2 separate regions of the Macaca mulatta genome follow, and region 1 is linked to region 2. The links are chromatin contacts, called in public Hi-C maps. All regions are on one chromosome and are shown on one strand. The core of a region is the stretch at or near the end of the contact, and the rest is flanking DNA. Distances in the headings are between cores, read along the strand shown.

Region 1 (2,700 bases), core at 97-2,596, 300 kb after region 2:
TGCCTCTCTGGTCTTCAGGCAGAGTTTTCTTCTCAGCTATCTTCTTTCTTTTTCTGATGTTGGTTCTTTGTTTCTTCTTCTCTTTCTGTTCAGATCCAAAATTCATTTGGGTCAATGTTATGTCTTAGTGTTATCTTCCACTTCCTTCTGAGCTTCCAAGCCAGCCTGACTGTGTCCTTCCACGCCCTGGCCAGTGTGACCAGGACATCCTTTCCCTCTGGGGCTGCACTGGCTCTTTGGGGGACTTGTTACATTCAGGGTCTTCAACCCTCATTCTAGGGGCTTCCAGTAACCTCTCCCACCTTCCCTCTTCTCAGTAAGACGTGGGTATTGTCTTATTCTGTTTGTGCTGCTAGAAGAAAATTCTTGAGAGTGGGTAATTTATACACAGTAGAAATTTACTTCTCACAGTTCTGGAGGCTGGGAAATCCAAAATCAAGGTGTGGGCAGGTTTGGTGTCTGGTGAGGGCTGCTCTCTGCTTCCAGGATGGTGCCTTGTTGCTGCATTCTTAGGAGGGCACAAACAGCATTTCCTCAACTGGCAGAAGGAACTGGAGCCACTCCCTCAAGCCGTTTTATAGGGGCCCTCAGAGAGCCTAACTGACTTTCCCAAGGTCATATAACTGGAAATTTCTGGAACTGAGTTTTTTCAGGTCTGTCTTGGTATCCCTTGGAAAGCCTTCTCTGTAGAGAAGGAAGCATCTCCTGGGTTGGAAAGCCCAGGCTGGGATGAACAGCATGGGTGTCCTCAGGCTGCGTGCACCACACACCCCTGGCCTACTCTCCCCTGCCCTAAGGAGTCACCTGAAGGAGCAGCTGCATCACCCTGCCTCACCCCTTCTCCTGAGCACCCACCAACCTGGTCTTCCCAGAGAGTGCTCAGCTATTGGTGAAGCAGGCAGCATCTGTTCTTCAAGAAGACAGCAGAGCATCAGGAAAACAAAACACTAAAAAATACCATAAAGCCACTGGACTGTATTTGTTACTAGCCCTTGTGTAGCAGAGAAGTTTCAAGGTCTTATTTATAAGGCTGGACAAACTCAGTGTGATTAAAACCACGAGTTAGAATTTGCCTCCCCCTCCCAGGCCCTGCCCAGTTGACAGCTCCTAGCAGGCTGGGAGACCCCCACCCCACCCCCACCCCCACCCCAGGGGGTCCATTGAAGAAGACATCTGGACCTGGGATACTGATGCGATTTTCCCTACTTCTGTTTTTTCATTTGCCTCCTCCACCCACTTCTAAAGCAGCTGATTGCTTTGGTTCCTTTTCATGTTGAGCAAAAGAGAAGACAGAGATCTTGAAACCCGAGCTGGGGACTGGAGGGCACTGACCGAGAGTAACCCCGTCTGGCTCGGCTCAGCTCAGCTCAGCAAACGGCTTCCCTCCTCCGCCTTCCTGAGCTGCCCTCCCTCCTCTCCTCTCCTCCTTCTTCTCTTGCCTCCCCGCAGACAGCCTAACCCCTTTCCTCCCTCTCTTCCCTCCTCCCACCTTCCTGGTCCTCTATGCTCAGAGAACTGAAGGAACACTGAATGGCTGGGAAAGCAGGACCTCGCCCCCACCCCACATCACACCCCTCCGCCTGCACGTGCAAGTGCGTTCCTCAGCTTGGTCCCAGAGGCTTAGATGTGTGGCAAGAAACTGAGGGTTCTGCCTCGTTTCTTCCCCAGCCCACAAACACACATTTCACCTGTGCTTTGTGCTTTTTCCTTTCCTTTGCCCCACTTTATGGTGCACACAGCGAAGCTCTTGGCTAGTTGGTAGGCCACTGCTCCTCCAGGCAAAACCAAGGAGGCTGAGCTCAGCAGATCGAGTATTTTGCTCGGTATTGAAGAGATTGTGGTGGGAGAGCTCTCCTGACCTTCTGCTGGATAGTGACTTTCTTTTCTGCTGGCAGCAGTAGCCCAGCTCCGCATCCTGTGACAGAGGTCATACCTTCCAGTTACCCGAGCAAACACTTGGAGCAAGTCAGCTTTTTCTCCTGAAAGAGCACGTTCACGTTCTTGATCTTTGGTTTGCGCAACAACCTGTGAATGTTATCAGCCCCCTTTTTGTTTTTTTTTTTTTTTTGAGACAGAGTGTCACTCTTGTTGCCCAGGCAGGATTGCAATGGCGCGATCTCAGCTCACTGCAACCTCTGCCTCCCAGGTTCAAGCAATTCTCCTGCCTCAGCCTCCCGAGTAGCTGGGATTACAGGCATGCACCACCACACCCGGCTAATTTTGTATTTTTAGTAGAGATGGGGTTTCTTCATGTTGGTCAGGCTGGTCTCGAACTCCCAACCTCAGTTGATCCGCCCATCTCGGCTTCCCAAAGTGCTGTATTAGCCTCATTTTATATCCAAGGAAACTGAGGCTTAAGGAGATTTAAATAAGGGGGAAAGTAAGCTTCATGATTACACAGTCAGGAAATGGCAGAGCTGACTCTTGAATTCAGACCCTCCGATGCTGCATCCAGTGCTGATTTTGTTTTGCCCTGTGTTCCTTTCAATGTCAGGTTGAGAAGATCTCAGAGATCATCTTCTCCAACCCACACATTTTACTGATTATAAAATCCGGGTCTGCATTAACTCGTTGGCCAAAGTTAAATGGCTAAATGACTATCCTGTTCAGGAAGTATTCCCTGTCTTGTGTGGAATGATTGGTCTTTTGTCCAGGTCACCTTCCACCTATATCTGTCCTTCCAGTGACTGGCAGATATGA
Region 2 (2,700 bases), core at 109-2,608:
CCAATATCAAAAGGTCCTACAGATGCCAGTTGCTTAGATTTGTATTCTCTAATCTTGTCCACGAAGTTTCTGCACAGGATCAAGTTCCTTATTAAATGTCACTGCTGTTATCACCAATGTTCTTTCGAAAATTGGGCTGAAACTGCTGACAGAAGCACAGAGGAGACCTCAAAGAGCGTCTAAAGAATCATAGTGGGCTAGGCACAGTGGCTCATGCCTGTAATCACAGCACTTTGGGAGACAGAGGCGGGCAGATCACCTGAGGTCAGGAGTTCAAGACCAGCCTGGTCAACATGGCGAAACTCCGTCTCTACTAAAGGTACAAAAATTAGCCAGGCATGGTGGCAGGTGCCTGTAATCCCAGCTACTTGGAAGGCTGAGGCAGGAGAATCACTTGAACCCGGGAGGTGGAGGCTGCAGTGAGCTGAGATCATGCCATTGCACTCTAGCCTGGGCAACCAAGAGTCAAACTCTGTCTCAAAAAAAAAAAAACAAACTAAAAACAAAAAACAAAGAAAGAAAATAAAAAAATAAAAAAAAGAATCACGGTGATTCTATGGTTCTTGCATAGAACCTCTGGAGTCACAAGCGGCCATGGAGGCCACAGTTCTACTTCCGGCCCTGGCCCCGCCCCTACCTGCCTACCCACCATTGCAATGCATGATGGGCCAACACTTCCACGGGCCACATCCGCTGGACCAGAAGCTTCTTCCAGGTGGTGTGTGGCTGCCCCTGAATGTGCTTTGAGACCATCCATTCCTTCCCCAATTTATATTCGGGGAATCAATAGGAGTTTTTGTGCCTATCACCTCGTGTAATTGCAAAGATTCCTGTATAAAAGTTATCCCAGGCCGCGGACAGTGGCTCACGCCTGTAATCCCAGCACTTTGGGAGGCGGGTTAGATCACCTGGGGTCAGGAGTTCCAGAGCAGCCTGACCAATATGGGGAAACCCTGTCTCTACTAAAAATATAAAAATTATCCAGATGTGGTGATGTGCACCTGTAGTCTCAGCTACTCGGGAGGCTGAGACAGGAGAATTGCTTGAACTCAGGAGGCGGAGGTTGCAGTGAGCCAAAATGGCACCATTGCACTCCAGCCTGGGTGACAGAGCGAGACTGTCTCAAAAACAAAAACAAAAACAAAACAAAGTTATCCTATTTCAGGGTAAGGGGATCACTGTATTTACTCCTCTTTTTAAGTCCAGTGGAAGTTATGGATGAAAATGCCCACCGTGAGCCATGTCTTTTTAGTCTCCTAATTTGTTTCTCCCTGGAAGTCCTTTGCAACAGGCAGGAGAGAGCAGAGTTCCCAGTGCACTGTGCTGAGTGGCAGAGGGTTGACCTGGCTCCATGGGAAGTCTGTCAGCCACAGACTGAACAGCTCCATGGCTTTTGACCATATTTACAGTGTCTCCCAGAGTTGTGAGCAGAAGCAGAGAGAGGATACTGTGCACCAAGCGCTTGTAGGATCAGGCTTGTCCTGGCAGTCAGGCCATGGCTCTGGTGTCTAGGTGGTGGAGGGCAGGCCTCTCTGCTGTTGTAGCTGGGCTAAGGAAGTATGTTAATCTTCCTTTGTCACTAGGTGGCAGAATATAATTAAGATGTCAGAATTTCTTCCATAACATTGGAAGGCGTTTCTAGTTCCTTCTTAATGACCTCCTTCATTACTTTGCAGTATTTGCTAATGCCATTTAGGACTGAGGCAATGAAATAAAATTTCCTTCTGCAAACATTTTCTATATTTATCCAGGATTCTACTTTCTTCATTTAACCGGCTTGCCTCTTAGGAAGAAGCATCCTGTACATAAAGTACATTCTCTTCCTAATGGCTACTGTTTGGACAATCCAAGTTTCTGATTTTTATGTATTATTTTGTTACTGTTTGTGGGGTAGAAATAAATATTCTCCTGTCACGTGTAAAATTTCAAATAAGTTTATTAAAATGCATAATGTGATAATCCATTTTATAAAATAAAAATCCATGAGTCCACATTGGTAATAAATAGCTTTATTGATTTTCCTAACTATAAAGGCAATAGATGCTCATTTAAAAAATTCTGAAAATACAGAAAAGAATAAAAAAGAAAAAATAATAACCAGCAATCCCACTATTCAGAGAGACCAAGCAGAAGGATGATAGAGTACCCCTGAATAATTGAGCTTAGCAAGTTGATGAAGCAAAATTCTAAAAAAAAAATCACATAGGTAAATATATAATTCTTGGCTACCTGAAGACCTGGGTCAGCACTTAAAGCTTTTTTTTTTTTTTTTTTTTTTTTTTTTTTTTTTTTTAAGATGGAGTCTCGCTCTGTTGCCTAGGCTGGAGTGCAGTGGCATGATCTTGGCCCACTGCAACCTCTGCCTCCCAGGTTCAAGCGATTCTCCTGCCTCAGCCTCCCGAGTAGCTGGGATCACAGGCATGAGTCACCACACCCAGCTAGTTTTTGTATTTTTAGTAGAGATGGGGTTTCAACATTGGCCAGGCTGGTCTCGAACTCCTGACCTCAGGTGATCCACCCACCTTGGCCTCCCAAAGTGCTGGGATTACAGGCGTGAGCCACCAGGCCCTATGAAAACTATTTTTTATTAACATTTTGTTATGAAAAATGTAAAGCATATACAAAAAAGTAGAAAGAACTTTATAACAAACCTGAGGTATCCACACCCAGCTTCAAAAATTACCAATACTTGGCGAATCT

What was found. Hi-C and Micro-C count contacts between places; a contact is called where the count stands out from the background.
Region 1: a contact with region 2 is called in a Hi-C map of CD4 T cells, with 4 times the contacts expected there. The contact joins two enhancer-like sites. A contact is called at or near these places in 5 of 14 Hi-C or Micro-C datasets (CD4 T cells, cortical neurons, fetal cortex germinal zone and 2 more).

What each region holds. Positions count from the first base shown.
Region 1 is chr15:53,522,580-53,525,279 of T2T-MMU8v2.0, forward strand. The region is part of intron 5 of ABCA1 (ATP binding cassette subfamily A member 1); the gene reads left to right. Among named protein-coding and RNA genes, the nearest start is that of ABCA1, 59 kb to the left of the region's middle. Within about 2 kb of position 1,347, at least 26 of the 40 cell types and tissues checked have an H3K27ac peak or open chromatin away from gene starts, as enhancers often do. A contact at or near this core is called in CD4 T cells, where this site is marked.
Region 2 is chr15:53,219,178-53,221,877 of T2T-MMU8v2.0, forward strand. No RefSeq gene overlaps it. Among named protein-coding and RNA genes, the nearest start is that of SLC44A1, 89 kb to the left of the region's middle. Within about 2 kb of position 1,359, at least 10 of the 40 cell types and tissues checked have an H3K27ac peak or open chromatin away from gene starts, as enhancers often do. A contact at or near this core is called in CD4 T cells, where this site is marked.